Regions from separate parts of the Macaca mulatta genome. Here region 2 is linked to region 1. Evidence: chromatin contacts called from public Hi-C data. All regions are on one chromosome and are shown on one strand. Each heading gives the region's core, a stretch centred on a gene start, on an enhancer-like site or on the middle of the called end of the contact. The rest is flanking DNA. Distances are from core to core; before and after follow the strand shown.

What was found. A called contact is a pair of places that touch in the nucleus more often than the background predicts.
Region 2: a contact with region 1 is called in a Hi-C map of fetal cortex germinal zone, with 4 times the contacts expected there. The contact joins two enhancer-like sites. A contact is called at or near these places in 2 of 14 Hi-C or Micro-C datasets (fetal cortex germinal zone and fibroblasts).

Annotation. Positions count from the first base shown.
Region 1 is chr11:28,460,190-28,466,021 of T2T-MMU8v2.0, forward strand. No RefSeq gene overlaps it. Among named protein-coding and RNA genes, the nearest start is that of BHLHE41, 9.8 kb to the right of the region's middle. Within about 2 kb of position 2,367, at least 39 of the 40 cell types and tissues checked have an H3K27ac peak or open chromatin away from gene starts, as enhancers often do. A contact at or near this core is called in fetal cortex germinal zone, where this site is marked.
Region 2 is chr11:28,869,600-28,875,431 of T2T-MMU8v2.0, forward strand. The region is part of intron 37 of ITPR2 (inositol 1,4,5-trisphosphate receptor type 2); the gene reads right to left. Among named protein-coding and RNA genes, the nearest start is that of ITPR2, 310 kb to the right of the region's middle. Within about 2 kb of position 3,397, at least 18 of the 40 cell types and tissues checked have an H3K27ac peak or open chromatin away from gene starts, as enhancers often do. A contact at or near this core is called in fetal cortex germinal zone, where this site is marked.

The DNA.
Region 1 (5,832 bases), core at 1,117-3,616:
GAGTGGAGGAAATGGATTCGTAACACACAATGCGATGCTTTGAGAAGTTGTGCGCTGTTATCTTTGGAGGTGATCAAACTGAACTAGTTGCTAGAAATGTTCATTCATCCATCCAGAATATATTTATTGAGAGTCAATACATATTTATTTACAAAAGGCCATATTTATTTACTTATTTATTGCCAGACACCATTCTTGCATTGCACAAAGCAACGAACCAATCCAAGTCCCTGCTTATCCTATTGAGGCGGACAAGTCATAAACAGATTATGAGTGTTTATACACACACAGAACACTGTTGTACATACACTATGACAGAGGTGATATCTGCTATGAAGAAAAACAAAAAAGTAAAAATAAAAGAATGTTGTTGGTGGGGAGGAACTATTTTTATATATTGCCTATGGGCTGCTCGGGGAAGGCCTTTCTAAAGAACGGTATTTGAAAAAAGACTTACAAAAGGTGGGGGAGAGGAGGTGATGGAATTGGCTTTCCAGATATCTGGGGACTCAGTCTGGCAGGCAGAAGAAGGAAAAAAATGCAAATATTCTGGTAAAGAATCAAGCCTGTCCTGCTGGAAGACCAGCAGGGAGGCTAGCATGAAAAGCGTGAGGAAAGGAGAGAAGAAAAAGGAGACAGTGAGTAGGAATTGAGATCCAGCCCTTTCACCTGACATTCTTCCTAAGGGTCAACCGAAAAAAATTCGTGCTGAGGAAGAGGATGACTAATTGTTATAAATAATCATTGTGTTGGCAAATGCCTGGGAAGCTTTGAGACTTTGCTAGGAGTCGTAAACATCATGAGGGGTTATAACCTTGTCTGTATGGTCGCTGGTGTATTTCCAACGCCTGGCACATAGTAGAAGCTCAATATATATTTGAGTGAATGTTTGAAGTTTATCTTTGCTTTTTCAACCTTTCAGAATATTAATGACTAAATTGTCTCGTGAAAACAATCTAACGTGGTGGGGGGCCGGGGGGGGGAGGAAGTGCAATTGAAACTCAACCTATAGGACATTATGCATACATATCATTAACAGGCAAACAACAAACAAAGGATGCCTTGTGTTTTGTTAATGTCTGTTAGCTTCCAGCAGCCTGTCTCCAGGGTGGCACTCACTGTGCCATTTAGACTGGAGAGATTACAACCATTCTGTAATGTCTTAGCAAATACTGGCACCTGACCTGTCCAGATATTTCTGGCAACGTCTGAGATCTTTTTCCATCACATGACCAAAGCCGTATTTGCAGAGGGTGGTGGTACTTCCCTACTTTTGCAACACCCTTGGGTATATTCAGTTATCTAAAAGAAACTATGAACTCCAAATTTCTCCAAACTAATTGTTCATTTTAGACTGTTTATAAACAGGCATGTTTCAGAAAGTGTTACAAAATCGACGTGGTTACTTCTAAGAGTGAAAGTGTTAGATGATCAATTTGCCCAAAAGGGGTTTGTAAGTAACTTTCTAGACGGTAACTTAAAAAACAAACAAGAAAACAAAAAACAAATCCATCCCCCGGCCCCTGGCTACGTTAGTTTCCCTCGTTTTACTGCACCATGCAAAATCCGTTAGTGCCATAAAATCACTTCTCTTACTTTACGCCTTGAACGGAAAGTCACAGTGTATTGTATTTCATCACGATTAAATGGCCTAGTGCTTAATTAGTGGGAATTCAATTTGCAAAACTCCATGTGAGACCAGTGAAAAGATGTAATGCCTCCGAGAACCGGTACTGCGACACCTCGTTTGCCCAGAACTCTGCTCTAGGACTTTCTCCCCACCCCCACCCACCGCCCGGGGTTTTCCCCGCAAGTCCTGGCCCAGGGACTGCTGGGGTCCCGCCCGGCCGCGGCCCGCCCTAGACCGGAGTTCCCGCCCCAAGGCCCTTTTGAGGCGGGTGTCGACCTTCGCGTAACCCGCGCCCAGGAGGGCCCCTTGGAAACTGCTGTGTCAGAATGGTTCGAGGAGTCCTGAGTCAGAGCCAGCTTTAATTCGGGAGGGATGACTACCCAGGGCTGGCCTGCGGAGACGCAGCCGGGAAGGGTGTGGTGCGGCTGTCGGGAGAGCGCGCCCGGGCCCGGCCGCCCCGGCTCCGCCCTCGGCCCGACGGTCCCCGCGGTCCCCCAACCCGCCGCCAGCCACCGTCCCGGGGCCAGCGTCTGGAGAAGTACGGACGCAGAGGGGCAGCGCGCACGCGCCAGGGCTGCGAGCAGGTCCCGCCCCTCCCCGCCCCCTCTCACGTGCTGCTCAGCGTGCGCCCAGACATGTGCGGACGCACGTGACAGCGCCGCGTCCGGCCCCGGTTCCCTAACCCCGCGCGGCTGTACTTTGAACCCAGGCGTGGGAGACTGGAGCGGGGAAGGGAGGAAGGAAAACCGGGCGGGGAGGCCGGCCTCGGGGAGAATGATATCATCTGCAGCTTTATCGCTAGGCAACCTAAGAATGCTTCTCCTCTCTCTCCAATCCTAGAGCTCCTTGAAGAGCTCAAGGCTGATGACATTATTCCCCCCTCCTTCCTTTCCCCCCAGCCCCCCATGCAGCGCTCAAACGTTGATTCAAGGAGCAAGGGTTGGTTTGCTTGAGGATCTTAACAGGCACAGCTTAGAAATCAATCCATTATCGCACCCACTTGGGTCTGCAGAGACCTTCGGGGGTGCATGCAGTCAGGTGCCTCTCTGGTCATACGCGGTTTACACAGCCACGATATGGCTATGCAGATAGATGAGCCTTGTTCAAGGTAATATATATTTGAAAACTAAGTCCTGCTTAAGGTGTCTTAGAATCCTGTGTCTTTATAATACTATGTTATAAGAGTTTTTCTGGTTGCTCTGAGTTACAGGTCGGCAGGAGTTGGGTCCAGACTGAAGTCCCCCCTGTTACAGCTAATTTTCGAATCACAGTGAGGAAGCCGCAAGGCCGCATATGGAAGCAACATGTATTAAACTATCTGGCAGATATTCAATATCTCTGTTGTGAAGCACATAATACTCTGTGTGCACACCCATATGGAAAAGGCTCCAAAATTGAAACCTTAGCTAAAGTTCACAGTGCCCTAAAAATACTCCATATAAAAACTGTAGCACATGGCCCTGTCTCCAGCTTGCTGGATTCTAGAGGTTCTCTCTGACCAGCTTCATAGGTTATTTTGGTCGTGATCCCTTCTGTTATAGAGAACCTCTAGGGCACAACGGGACCACACAGGTATAGAGAGGTAGAAAGCCCACCAGATAATGTGGAGACTTCCTAACTAGGAAAGGCACATTTCTGGATGTCTCCGAAGTGAGTGGACGATGGAATAGTATGGTTGTTTGTAGGAGACTTTGAAAATTATTTCCCTAGAATTTCATCTCTCTCAAAATGATTGCATACTCTATGCCATAATTTAGCAAGGTTATTATGCTGATCATCTTTCCTTCTTCACCGTCAAGTATACTCTGCCTCTGAGGATCGCACACGGACTAGCTCAACTCATTCCGTGAGAAAACCTCAGCCTGTCCCTCCCCATTACTAAAACTTGGTATAAAAGTATAAAGAGCACTAGACTCAGAACCAAAAATCCTGGTTCTGTTACTGAGCTATGTGACCTTGGACTAGTTCTTTGCCTCAGTTTCCTCCCAAAGGTTTTTGAAAGTCAGGCCTTAGGATGCCGTGTTTCCCTCTAGAGCTGCTCTGTCTCTCTCACTCCCTTACTCGAAGGGAAAGAAGTCACCATTAGTTTCTTTTGTAAAACAGATAGATGGAGGAGGTGAGACACAGAGCTGCTCATGAGGTACTGCTGTTTTTTCCCCTACCACATGAGATATGATCATGCTCTGAATACTATCATGTCTCACTTTGCAGCAGGAAATATCATGACTCCCTAGTCCCAGCCCATGGTTCAAATCCTCAGGAGGCGATTTTGGTGAGAGCCAGGATAGCAGTCAAATTCTAAAGAGACTGGCAAGTTAGGAAATCCTTGCTCAGACCTCAAGTCATATATAGCCAATTAAACTGCACTGCAGCTTATTTTAAGTGGCACTTTTTAAAGTTTCATTTCCAGTTGTTCATTGCTAGTGTATAAAAATACAATGTATATTTGTTTATTGATGTTTTCTTCTGTAACTTTTCTAAATTCGTGTGTTTGTTCTAGGAGGATTTTTTTTTTGGTAGATTGATTCCCTATGATTTATGTACCTGATAATGTCATGTCTAAATATAGAGAATTTTACTGTAAAAACATACATAAACTGTAGTGCAGCTTAACACGGGAGCAGGGTAGGCCAGAGCCTTCTCTTTGGAGATGGCCTCATGCCCTTATTGTGCTGCTGTTCCTTCTGTAAAACCCAGCTACTTCTCACCTAGGCCTCCTCACTTAGATGCAATTAGTAGCTCCCACCCCCAGCACAGCATTGTATCCATCCCTGGATAGCACTTACTGTGTTGCAATGTAATTTATTTTAGTATAGGTCTATCACCCACATTAGACTCTGAGATCTTCAGAGGTGAATCTTTGATTCTCTAGTACTTACCATGGCACCTCACATACAGTGAGCAAAACAAATCCCCACACTATTTATTGAATACATAAACTCAACAAAAAAAAGGAATACGCTGTAATCAATGAGGAGTCTGAAACCTCTCACCATGGGTGTGTCTAAATTCAGAGGCAGCATCTGGGCCTACACACCCATCCTGCCAGTTCCCCAGAATACTTTTGCATTCTACCGGCCACCCAAGAGGTCCAACACCCAGAGGCAGAAGAGGTTACATACTAGAAGCAGGAGCCAGAGTCATCCTTAAATCAAAATGCTGAATCAGTTTCACTAGTGGCCCTCCATCCCCTATTCTTAGCAACTGGAGAGAAGTGTTCATCCAATCAAATAACTTATTCCTGACATGCAAATTTGTTTACTTTGTGGTTAGTTGTGGGCTAAAACCATTAGCAAGTTGCTTTTATTTTTATGTAATAAAATGATGGCGAAATATATAATGTATTTGAAGGCTTTTGCATAAGTAATCTAATAAGAAGCATCGCTGAGAATCTGGAAGTTAAAGGAAACAAAAAGCTTTGGGAAGAAAAGGTCACAGATTCTACAAATTCACACAACTTACTTGTAGAACAACCCTTCAGGTCCTCTGTCAGAGCCTATTTACTCTAATTTTAGCACATTTCAAATGGGTGTGGTAGTGTGTTTAAATGGTTTCCCAGCCCACAGTAAGTCAGAGGTAGCAAATTAGATAAGAGTTGGAGGAAGCACTCTGAGGCTTCAAGACGTGACAGCTGACAGGCTAGCTGTGCGTAAAGAGACTGAAAAACCCTATAAAAAGCAGGTAGAACTCAAAAAGAATTTGGTGCAGGTGCAATTACTCCCAGATGTCATGCATAGTGCAAAAATGATGTTTACAATGCTGACCCTGAATTATTGAGAAAGGTTAAGTATGTCCAGGGTAAGACATTTTAGAGGATATGTGTAATACATTTTAGTATGCTTTCCACTAAAATAAAATTCAAAAATGAAAAACAGCATTGGCATTTGAACATAGAAGCTTTAGTTTTCTAAACCATTGACTGTTTGTCCCTCGTGTCAGACAAATTAGGCATCACTGAATTTAGAATTTTAAAATATCAACTTTTAAAAGGTGGTTTTATATTTGTTTGGAGTTTTCAATATGGAATCTCTGAACAAGCATAAGAAACCCAATTTTAAAACAAACGTAGAACTCCTAGAATAGCATATTTTTAAAGTACATGCTGTGCATGTTTTCTAGTATAAATCCCATCTTAATCACAGAAAATATGTGATAATTTCCCACATCAATCCCTTACTTAAATTCTTCTATGAAAAACTGGA
Region 2 (5,832 bases), core at 2,147-4,646, 410 kb after region 1:
GCCTTTCCCTCAGAAATAGCTGCTCCTGGCCTTTGCCAGTGGTCCCCAAAGTCTGAGTTCCAGCCACATGGGACCTCTCATCCAAGTTTTAAGTTGCTTCTCTTTGCTCCTGATGTAGGGGTGAGATCTGCTTCATGAAATGGCTATCTTTGTGTCACGTTAGTATTTTCTTTTCATCTTTCATTTCTTCATTCCTAGCTATCAATTCTTCATATTAAATTTTTTGTTAAAATAATTTGTGGATTTTTGTCTCCTGATTCAAACCTGATTGATAGACCAACCAAGCAAAGCTTTCTCTTTATTTTTTAAGCACATACTATATCTATATATGAATTTGATTGATTAGATATTTATGGGGTGTGGATCTTCTATAAGCTGATATAACTTTGAAAAATTGTAGCAGAACAAGTCAGGTATCAAGTAGAATTAGTTTATGTAAGGAATATAAGGTGTTCTTTTTTAGAGCATCTGGATAAATTATTTCTTGAACCAAACATCACATTGAAGTAGCAATATGAGTCATTGTGAAAGAAAGTACATTAAAGACAGATTTTGCCCCTAAGTAGCTTCCTTTCTATGGTATAAATACACAAATAGAAACTCCAGTTAACCAACATGTATAATGCTGATTTATTTTATTACCTGAAGATATTTTGGGGAGGTGGTGTATTTTCAATAGTTATATAAAACTGTCATTAATATTTAGTTCATTTGTAAAGAAAAGTTTACACACTCTTAACTGAGTTTCAGAAAACCATGATACTTTATTATTATTTATTTTTGTAAGTGTAAAGCATGAAAAATAATTTCTATTAATTATGTAATATAAATACTAAAATTTAAGATAAAAATACCTTAATAGCTGTCAATCATATACTTGGTAATGCACTATGACAGCTGAACCATTAAGAATGCGTTTCTAGAAAATACATGTTCTGCAAAGTTGCGTGTACCCTGTTATTAACTGTCAACATTTTTCAGATTCATTATATGCAGTCAGGGGCCCCTCTGGAGTCTTTCCAAAGCTTGAGCCAGAATGCTTTGGTCATGAAGCATGTAGGTTCACAGACTTAATTTGGCCTTTTCAAACACTTTCCTTTAAAACAAATATTTGTGGTACAAACAAGACGATCTTTGTAAAAAGAGTGGGAGGGAGGAATGAAGAAAGGAGAGATGCTCAGGGAGTCCCATCCCCAACAGTGATGGATCATATCTCATCTTTAATAGATGCAGATAGGAAAGGAAACAACAACAACAACAAAGCCAGACTCAATTATGTCAGGGTAAGGGATTAGCTAGTCCCTTTTTATTATTTTGCAAAGATACAGCAGCGAGTTACATTCCCTGATGATAATGAGTTATCCCTCTATCACCAACTCATTAAACCAACTCTGAATTCACTCATTAACAAAGTTACTCCAGCTAGCATCAATTTAAGACCTGGAGGCTAGCCTTTTTATAGCAGATGCCATTTACTGAATTACATTTCCCACTATATTCTTTTGACTATTATAAAATACTACAGTGTCAGACACAGAATATTTTATGTCTATTCTAGCAAGATATATTTTCTATTAAAGTTTTACTAAGAACCAAAAAGAATAAACTATGTTTTTACAATTTGATTTGAATAAACAGGATGAATGCTATATAGTATAAATACTCAAAACTTCAGTTAACCAACCTGTACAATAGTGATTTAATTTAATTACCTGAAGTTTTTTTAGATATTATACAGTGTTCATCCTGTTTATACACACACACATCAGAAATACAGCATAGAGATGTTCTAATGCTATCTCTGTAGCTTAGACTATTAGACATGAGGTAGCCACCAATCCTGATCTTATATCACAATCACCTGGGAAGTTATTTTAAAACTATATATCCCCAGGCTTATTTATTAGACATAATAAATCAGGATTTCCTCAAAATATGGCCCTACTTGTCCCAGTTTGTGGGTCAGTATTTGGGGACCATTATGATAGTGGAAAAAAACATCTAAGATCTGCTTTGCAACCCCTATTCAGTCACCTCTGAGCAGTGTGACCCCAAGCAGTTCATTATGCTTCTTGATGCATCCGTTTTCCCTTTGGTTAAATGGAATAATACCTAGGGCAGATAGTTGCGGAAATTAACTGAATGGGAAAGTACCTGTGCAAGTTAAATCTCACACGTCATTTAGATAATCTATTAAATTGAAAAATTGTTAAATTCTGGGTTTTAGTACATATTAGAAAATAATCTACTCACATTAAAATCAGGATATAAGAATTTACCTTAAGCAAATTCTTGAGAAGATTTTCAAAGAATAGAAGAAAAAAAGCCATTCTTTCACAGCGAAAATAAAACCCCAACAACACCGGTTTTGCTACAGTTCAAGACTGTTTTACCTAAAATCACAAAAGAATTGTACACCTAATCCCTGTTGATATAACAAAATGGAAGCATTCTGCATAACATTTCGATGCCTTTGGTTTCAGCTCAGCGTCTGAACAATTCTAATGAGCATCTCGCCAGGGCTTTTGGTTAAAAAACGAAATCCCATTTGGAGCAAAACAGAGGTAGAGGGAGGTGGATAGCCAAGCTCATATCATTGATTTTGGTTGTTTCCCAGAGGCTCTTAAGCCTCTAGTATGATAATAATCCTCAACTTCTTTCCCAAGCCCCGATTTCTCAACTTCTATTACCTTTCTTCTTTTATCCCAAATCTTTTTGTAAAAATGTATCTAGAAGCCTCAACCAAACAATATAGGGTTAATTTCTGATGGTTCCTTAAATTGATCAGCTATAATCTCACAAAAAGTTAATTTGCTCAATATTAAAAGACCATTTTAGCTCACAATTTAGTTTTAATTTAATTGAACTCACAATTTAACACTTTTTCTCACTAATCTTCCTTCCCCCCACCAAATTATCACTGTATCAATTTCTTTAATCTCACTCATAGATAATTGCATTGACAAATAAAATACTAGCAGCCTTTTAAGCAGATTCTCAAAAACAATGGCAAAATCTATTTTTAAAAAAGCCTACTGCTGTCTGTAAGAAAACATTTTTCTCTACTTGTGAAGGTTGGTACTCGCCCACCCCCACATTATTTATCCAGGTTATATAATGCTTAAACTCAGTTCTTCAGGGGCATGATGATGTATACATAATGCAAATATCCTTGCTGGAATTACAATGGCAATTTATCAATTTATGTGCAGCTAATCAACCCATTTGCTTTCTAGTGTAGAGCAGTAAAAGCTTATCTCATGCAGACTCACGGATCGTTCAAAGCAATCTAATTGAATTTCAGGGCCAAGAGTATTGCACAACACGTGACGTGTCTCCAGTGGAGCACAGTGCCAGACACTGCAGGCGTTACATAATCACATGCTGTTGTTGGCAGAGCTGCCTCAGTGGCTTGGCAGTCTGTGTCTCCTCCAATCATGCCCCGCAGCTTTAATCTGCACGGAGTGTTCACATGTACTGTCACATGTTTTGGGACTTTCATAGCAGCAAATAAAACAGGGACCATTTCCCTACTGGTAGAAACAGTTCATTAAAACCAGTCACACAGCACACAAGATTATAACAGAATAGAAGGCATATATAACACAGATGCTTCTAAGCAAGCAACAGAGAAAGCAAATTTCAAATACTCAATTTTTCAAATGAATAAGGCTATCTAATAGTATCTCTGCCATTTCAAATGAGTTTTCAAATTGGGAAGATGTGGGAATAATATATTTCAGATACTACATAGAATATAACCAATTGACAAACATGAGCCAGATATTCCTGAACATGAGCCACAGGGGGTACTATACATTCTAAACCTCATATACTCATTTTATTTGCAGGGATTAATCAAAAAATATGTATAACTATGAAATATTAGATACATCTGGGTTTTAAGTAACGCCATTGGATTTATAAATATTGAACCATTATATATGTATAAAAATATTTACCCTTGCCTTCTTATCATTTTACTGCTAATGTTTTGCCCAAATGTAAAAATATCTCTAAAATTGATAATGAAATACAATACATGCTAAACAAATTCCTACCCACATTTTTTTAAATTTTTAAAAAACAGGTCTATATACAAGATCTTAAACTCAGGTACATGGCAGTGTCTGCAGATTTTTTCAAAAAAAAAAAAAAAAGAGAGATCGGTTTCATCCATACAAGGGCTGAAAACAAAGTACACAAACCAGATATATTCTGATGCCATGACTTGTTTATATCTCCACCGACTATTAAAATATTATCAAAATAAATAGTGTAATACTACTGTAGTTAAAATTAAGCAGGTTATCAATTGTATAAAAATATCACTAAAAGAGAATTCTAAACAAAATGTGACTGTTACTGTAACCAGATTTAGAAAATTTTTGCTTTGATTTCATGTGACTCAAAAAATTATTTATAATTATGGAGTGAGAACTCAAAATATAGATGGAATAAAAATAAAACATTTATATAATTTAAAAATAAACCCCAGAAACTGAGTGAAATAAGTCATTGGTGAGAGGGTGACACCTAGTGATGAGTTGTGATATTGCAGCCCAGCTCTACAGGCCGTCCATTCACCATCTCAGGGAAGAAGCAGGATGAATAAATTTCCAAATATTTTATTGTAAAATATGGATATCACTACCATGAGGAGAGTGTGGGCATGGAAGGGAGGGGATGGCAAATTAGAGATAATCTAATATCCCTGCCAAACTTTCTGTTGCTAAAGCTTCCCAAAGTTCAGGTCTTCATGTCTTTCATTCTGTAACAACTTCCTTTGAATACTTTTTAGTATGGGATTTATGACAGACATATAAAGTATATCCTTTTTAAGTGAAACAGACTTAGAAATACATTTCAGAAGCTCTCACCTGGACAGATACAATCCTTTCCTCCTAGCATCTCTACCTACAGCATTTGTAACCAATAATATCACAGCAGGATTAATCTTTTTTTTTTTTTTTTTTTTTTTTTTGAGACGGAGTCTCGCTCTGTAGCCCGGGCTGGAGTGCAGTGGCCGGATCTCAGCTCACTGCGAGCTCCGCCTCCCGGGTTTACGCCATTCTCCTGCCTCAGCCTCCCGAGTAGCTGGGACTACAGGCGCCCGCCACCTCGCCCGGCTAGTTTTTTGTATTTTTTAGTAGAGATGGGGTTTCACGGTGTTCGCCAGGATGGTCCCGATCTCCTGACCTCGTGATCCGCCCGTCTCGGCCTCCCAAAGTGCTGGGATTACAGGCTTGAGCCACTGCGCCCGGCCAGCAGGATTAATCTTATAGAGTCACTCTTAACCAAAAATATTTCCTCAGTAACTTCAAGTTGACTGACTGTAAGGTGAATTCCATCCATCCAGCTTTGACTTTAAGACCCTCTCTATATGTTTGTTTTTATTCTCCAAATTCATATATCAGTACTACTGAAACAAAACTTTACACCATATAAATAGGATTGCTCTCAATAAGAACAGTACTCTAGATGACTTGTTCACAAACCACATCCTGAACAAAACATTTTTCACTTACCCTTGTTCTCCCTACTATGCCCTGTTCCTTCCTGATGTTGTTTAGTATTTAATCTTTTCTCTCTACAACTTTGGGCTCAGACCTACTGCTTAACATGATACTTCTCCCGTTTCCTTCTTTGAACACAATTTGTACCTACCCATTAGACTGTCTCACTTTCAGTCACTATAATTCAATCCCAGGTCCCAACCTCCAATCCAAGCCACCACTGCCAGCATTCCTGCTAGGCTCCTCCAGTCCTTTGAGCAGAACTCGGGTATTGCTCTCTACAATACTATGCACACTCTGTCTCCAGCTCTTTGCT